2 separate regions of the Bactrocera dorsalis genome follow, and region 1 is linked to region 2. The links are chromatin contacts, called in public Hi-C maps. All regions are on one chromosome and are shown on one strand. Each heading gives the region's core, a stretch centred on a gene start, on an enhancer-like site or on the middle of the called end of the contact. The rest is flanking DNA. Distances are from core to core; before and after follow the strand shown. Region 1 holds the start of LOC105226782 (patj homolog). Region 2 overlaps LOC105226783 (retinol dehydrogenase 13).

Evidence for each region. A called contact is a pair of places that touch in the nucleus more often than the background predicts.
Region 1: a contact with region 2 is called in a Hi-C map of whole body, with 4 times the contacts expected there. The contact joins the promoter of LOC105226782 here to the enhancer-like site in region 2. A contact is called at or near these places in 2 of 2 Hi-C or Micro-C datasets (both in whole body).

Annotation. Positions count from the first base shown.
Region 1 is chr2:2,807,377-2,810,828 of ASM2337382v1, reverse strand. LOC105226782 (patj homolog) reads left to right here and starts at 1,966. Exons shown (of 3, transcript XM_049447400.1): 1 at 1,966-2,244.
Region 2 is chr2:2,756,803-2,760,259 of ASM2337382v1, reverse strand. It overlaps LOC105226783 (retinol dehydrogenase 13), which reads left to right. Exons shown (of 5, transcript XM_049447405.1): 2 at 1,227-1,864; 3 at 2,379-2,442. The coding sequence starts at 1,234. Among protein-coding and RNA genes, the nearest start is that of LOC105226783, 5.3 kb to the left of the region's middle. Within about 2 kb of position 1,344, the one cell type or tissue checked has open chromatin away from gene starts, as enhancers often do.

The DNA.
Region 1 (3,452 bases), core at 717-3,216, 50 kb before region 2:
ACAATCCGCTTTACTTTATGAATGTATCCGTTTGCTTCTAAACAATTTTAAACAAATATCTGCTGAATGACTTCCACAGATTCTTTGAGTTCCTTTTGTCTTTGGTAACAATCTTCATTGTACAATGTTGCCAGTTCCTTAACTTCAAACTTATTTGGTCGCCGAGGTCCCAAAAATACTTTTAAGCACCAATTTCGTCACATTTGAGTGAAAAATATTCACTGTTCAATATATAAAAATGCTACACTCTTAGGAGGGTTTAACCCATGCTCCTCACTCCAACGAAACTATCCGTCGATATCGAATTGGATCGTAATGAATGTTCTTTAAATTTCTTCTTTTTCTTATAAGAGGGGATTCATTTCAAGGTTCTCTACTTTTTTAACGAAAAAAACACAGAAACTTCAAATTTAACGGTGAATTTTTATCATCATTCGAAAGAACATTCTTTGGCATTTACTTTTTGAAGATTATCTCTTTCAACTGTAGGTTGCGGCTACGTCTCAGACAGTCCAACCGTTGAGAATGACACAGATGATGTTCTGCTCCTCATAGGAAAAAGTCTAACAGTATGATATTACACCTTTTTAGCTATCAATCGACCGGCCCCAAAACGTGAAATTATCTACGGTGTGTGGGAAGTAACGCCGTCTTGTTGAAACCAAATGTGTCCAAAATCATGATCATCAATTTCATGCATCAAATAGTCGGTTATGATAGCGCGATAACGGTCCCCCAACACACTTGAAACACTTTCCTTACAGAACGTGAGTTTTCTTAATAAAGTTGAACGATTTGTAAACGTTGTTCAGGCGTAAGTCTTTACATGACTAAATGCCAAACAAAACTATTAAAAAGAAGTTCCTCAGCTTGGATCACCAGTTACATACCATATAACACTAATTTACAGTCATTTTTTGATTGTGATGTTAGAAGCTGTTTGCTAATTTTGGGTCTCTAAAACCAAAAATGATAATAAACATTTCCTAACATGTAGTAATCAGGCCACCTCAAATACCCCACAAACCTCTTAGCACATCAGTTGCAATTCTTTCCTTCAGATTTGTTGAGTAGTGTAATTAACGTGTCCAGCTGTCTCCTCTTGAACGCTTTACTCGATAATTAATTATTGTTTTGGCAATGGTTGTCACCTTGATTGATATACTTCATTAGCTAAAAAGTGATTAGCCGGTATTGTCAGCGTAGTATAAATAGTAGATTTCCTCAGGCTAATCAATCACATCATTTAATGAACCCAAAAGTATTTGATAAAATGATTATTTTAGGGCAAAGCCAATCTTTGGCGAGAGAAACCTAAATCGAAGCGTTAATTGAAAATCGGCGCTCTGTCAGAGTTGGCGAACTAATAATCGTCACGTTTTGTTCCCAAACAAGACCCGAACGATGTGACAAATTACCAAATGTGGACGCTGACATTCTAGCACCATAATAAGTAGTATCGCGTTATTACCAACAGATTAAGTGGCCTTAAAATACTAGCCGTGTACTGAGACCATATATGGAACCAAACGGAGAATAACTTTTCCCAGTACTCAGACCATTTGCGATATAACGCATTAATGAGTTTTAGTTAAATTTACCAAGCGGAAGTAAAAATACTCCCAAAAAGTGAGTAATATTCAAACAGTTTCGAATTGGCTAAAAATAGCGGTTTTTAGCTTTTGTTCAACCGCCGCCAACTTCATGTGTAAATATTGCCTGTTGGAAACTATAGACCTGAGAGCGAGAGTGTACCCCCATTGGAGTTTGCGCAAACATGGACTTGGACTCTGTTTCTTGGCGGATACGGCGGTTGTTGGGAGAGCGCTCGAACGGCAAGCAGGAACACAACAAAGCCATTAACAATAGTGGCGCTGAGTGCCCACAGTGCGTATGTGGAACACAAGAGAGCGACAGCGCCTAGCAGCCAACGGTGGCGAGCGCTACTTCAATCGGCCGAGAAGACTCGTAGCGTGAAGGTGCTGCTGGTGAAATCGCGCGCGTTCACCACCGAAAATAAGAAGAAAAGACAGGAAGATTTTTTATAACACTTTCTGCTTTCTGAAAATATACATATTTACGGTAGTACTTTAGTGACTTGTGGTGAACGAAGTGCGAGCATTTATTTAGAAGTTCGTGTGAATAATTACATAAAAAGTGGAAAGAAAGAAAATCTAAAGAAAAATTATTTAAGAGATTCAAGAAGTGCTGAAAATCTTTAAGTTTTTGGTGCGAATTCACACGGTATGCCAAGTGAAAAATGGCTTTTGTGAAAATGTGAGTGATTCGTGCGGAATGTCGTAGCTTAAATTGTTAAATCAATATAAGCGGTGCGAAACGGGCTGAGCTGAGCTGTGTGGCGCGGTGCGGTGTTGTGTTGGTCGTAACTAAATAATAATTCAATTGAGGTGAAGTTGTCGCATGAAGTCTTGCGTGGGCAAATGCGAAGCAACAAACTCACTTTCAGCGCCTAATTAAACTACACACACACAATAACATACTGCTAGGCGAGCCCTTGTGTGCGTGAAGTTTGTGCATTCACAAACAAATTGGTGCGCTTTGTTGGTGTGGCCAGGTCATTGGCAGCGCCAGCGCGAACTTTCAACTCTTTATGAAAACGCATACACACATATTTTGAGCATTCATGTAGGTGTACCATATGCTTGGCTATGCGACAATCAAAAGAAAAAAGTCCAGGCGTAATGAAAAGTGAAAGTGACCGCAATAATATTTCACAAAGCCCGCCCCACAAGGCTTGAATAATTCGCGAGACAAGGTGCATGTATTCAGCGAGCGGCGGGCGCTGGTAGATCAGAGGCAAGCTCCAAATCAGCGCACACCCAAAACAAAAAGAAGGCTCAATAGTAGCATACACATACACACTAACACTTGTAGGCACACACACACACACACACGTAGCACATTTATTTCCAACATTGTAAGCAAAACAAGCAGAAGTGTCGGAATAATGAAAAGGAAACGCTGTGTGCTAGAATATATTAATTTGGCACAACATGGCGTATGAGCAACCAAAGAGCGACCGTAGCATGCGGAGGCCAAAGTGAGAGTCAGCGAAAGTCAGTGTCGACTGCAGATCATAAAAAAGTCGCAATCCAAGCCTGAAAAGGCAACAGCAGACACACACCCAGCTCGTCACACAAACACATGCACACATATGAATGTATGTATGTGTTTAAAGCGAGACCTCCTGCTGTCCGCATAAGATAGAAATTAGTACACCCCGAAAGCGGCAACACAAAAACACATGTTTTTTGCATTTTCGCATTTTTCACTATGCCAGTCTTCGATCCCATTTGCATTGCTCTCCGAATTTGGCTTTGTTTGCCAGTTGAGCTGTTGCTTTATCAGAAACTCCTTCAGTAAATTCTGGCTGTGTGTTCGTTTAACTGTTGCTTACGGCCTCTATCGATTTTCGTGGCTTTCCCACTGAC
Region 2 (3,457 bases), core at 95-2,594:
TTCCGCAACCACCGTATTCGCCTGATTTGGTGCAGTGTGAGCTCTGGCTCACACTAACTCAAAAGACCGCTCCGAGGACACCGTTTTGACACAGTCGAGAATATAAAAGCTGAATCGAAGATGGCTCTGATGGCCATAACGATGGAGAATTTTTCCAAGTGCTTTGATGACTGGAAAATTCGTTGGCATAAGTGTATTGCAGCGGGAGGGTATTACTTTGAAGGAGATGAAATGGATTTCCAAGAATAAATAAAGATTTTAAAAATATAACAAAATTCATCTTTCACAGTAGTATGCCAAAATTTGGTCTAATAGTACTTATTAGAAGTTTGTGCTAGACGCGTTATAATAATATAAATATTTTAAAGATACTAAAAACATTTAGTAATCAATAAAAGATTCCTTATTTTTATAGAGATACATATATTTATTCAAATAACGACCTGAAAATGTTTTTTGGAATACCTTCTCACAATTTTTGATGTCCTTTGCTTAATTTAAACCGCCTTACCCACCTTTTGCACACAATCGAAGTCAAAGTTCCTTGCAGCTGTTTAAAATCTATATTTAAATATATACATATATTACTGCGAGATGTCAGTGTTTTTGTGAAATAAATCAGAATTACTCAGCAATTCAATGCAGCATTACGATGAGAGCAGAAAATCCAATTGATAGCTTTGAAGGTTAATTGAGCTTAACACCACAGAAGAAAGCACACACCGAAGGACAATTGAAACAATAAACACAAGGCTGACTGGATGTCAATGTAATTGCTAAGCCGCAACATGTGACATGCAACTTGCATTTACGCCAGCACTGCAGTGCGTGTGTGCAGGCCTGCGGTCGGAGCAGGCGGCACCATTACGCCTATGCGGACGTGTGTGTGTATGTGTCTAAATGTCACGTTGCTTGCTCAAACTGTTCATTAATTAGCGATTTCACGCCGTGCCACCTCCACTGGTGCATGCAACGGTGCGCATGTGTGGATGTGTGTCTGCATGTAGGCAATTTATAGCGACGCAGAGGCGCGTGGCGTGGCAGCCAGAGAGAATGCACTCCAGCGGCAAACCGCACAACCGTGTTATTGCAACAACACATCGACCGAATTAAAGCGCTGTTGATCCAACTATTCACCACATTTGCACAACATTGCAAATACCTCTTCCCTTTTCTCTTCCACACACCTAACGCAAATTTCAATAAAACGCAACTCTTCTTTGCAGCACACTGATGAGCGGCCAACGCTGCCCCAACGACAATCAAATACGCGATCAAATAGTTATTGTGACGGGCGCGAATAGCGGCGTCGGCCTGGAGACTGCTAAAGCGCTGGCGGCGCGCGGTGGCCGCATTGTGTTGGCCTGCCGCAACATGGCCGCAGGGGAACGCATGGCAAGGGTTATTAAGCGCGAGCTAACGTGCCAGCGTATCGGCGCTGATGCGGAGGGCGAGTTCTTTGTGGAGGCGCGCTATCTGGATTTGCGCTCCTTTGAAAGCGTGCATCGGTTTGCGCGACGCATCACCGGCGAATTCGAGCGCATCGATGTGTTGATAAACAATGCGGGCATTATATTCGGCTCACTAGGCGGGCGTACCGTCGACGGCTATGAGGAGCATCTGCAGGTGAACTATCTATCGCACTTTCTGCTGACACAACTGCTGCTACCGCACTTGCGACGCTCGCCCAGCGGCGGGCGCGTGATAAATGTGACGGCACATGCCCATGCCGCGGCCAAAATCGATTTCGACGATCCGCTCAATGTGGGCACTTGGTCGGTGAAGTTCCATGCACGTGACGCTTTCGCTCACTCCAAGCTGGCCGTCATGCTGGCAACGCGTTGGCTGGCGCGCCAATTGAAAGGTAAGTACACTCACATACTACAACATAGAGGGTGGGGCCGCGCACACAACGGTATTACAAGCAAAAAGGTTCACGAGAACATTATCCCGTCACATTTATTAACACGTATGTGTGTATGTACGGTTGGGCAAAAGTTTGGCAAAATGCCGCACAGCCGTGCGCCACAACAGCCAAGCGCGAACCTTTGTATTTCTTGCGTAGTTGGGGGTTGCTGGCGCCGCCACCCTATTTGAATAGTCGGCTACCTTGTTGGCTTAGCTCTTGCCGGCGCTTGTTCCTTCTTTGTGGCAGTTGCTGTTGCTGTTCTTTATTGCCTTTGTTTGCTTGTTTTATTTCGGCGGGGCGTGTTGTTTGTTGCCCTTGCTGGTAACTTCAACACGTTTTGCCAAAGTGATTTTAATTGAGTTTAAATCGTTTTTGCGCTTTTCATATTTTCGTTTCACTTTGCCTGCCTTGTTTTTTGCATCTTTTGTGTTTATGTGGCTGTTCACTTGCTTTATTTCGCTTTTCACAGGCACTCCACTGACGGTCAATTGTTGCACACCTGGGCTTGTGCGCAGCACGGGCCATTTACGCAAGTAAGTTGAGCCTCCAATTAATTATAATTTTTATTCTTTTTTTATTATTTTGCTAAAAGCTAATTGATTTTGTTTTTTAGCGCGGAGCTTTAATAATATGTTTTTTTTTACTAAGCAATTTAATTAATAACGAAGTAAGAAGTTTAAGCGCTAAGGAAGTTTGCACAATCTGGCTAACAATAGGAATTAAGCTTATTATTCATCATGGAATTATAATTATTTATAAAACGTTTTCTAGAAAAATTCAAGCCAGAGAGGCTTTCGTCGCAGCTAGTCTCTGAAAGTGACTATGGCTTTCTATTTACTGCCACCAACCGCAATTTCGGCATGTTTTCTAGCCTCTCCTGCCTCTTGTGCCCTTGTAGGCGAAATTCAGCAAACCACTACTTGACCGTTAATTATGCTTGAGCCAACGTAATTACAAAAAGCCATTGCTTTGCATCAGCAGTATTTTTTCATCAGCAGAATTTTATCAAAACATGAAATCCAATTTTTCCCATTGTCTACAAAAATAGCAGAGATAGATAACGATTTGATGAAATGATAGGGCAGTATTCTAGTTAAGATTAATACCTAAATACAAGGAAATTTTTGATATGTGGCATGATTCCATGCTGAAAGCAGCCCATATAGGGGTTTTATTAAATTTTTTTACAAACATACACTATTAGGAAAGAAATTCTGAAATTTGTGGAAAAAAAATATTTTAAAATCGGTCATTGGGACGCTATTCTTCGTCCAAGTCGTTAAGAAATGCAATTTCATGAAGATCGGTTGAGTAGTTCTTGAGAAGTCTTGCCAAACGACTTCAAAACCACAGTCTCGAGAAAAAGGCGTGCAAAGGCGGCGCACTAATCTCGAGCGCAGTAGCTCTCAGGGCTGTATCTCCGAAACTATTTCTCGGATCAACTTGAAGATCTGAAACCCGTAAACCCATGTAACCCCTTAAGTTAGTTAGTCAATAGAAGCTTTTCCTGCTTAATTTCCCACCCTATTCAATCATAACATTTGTTGA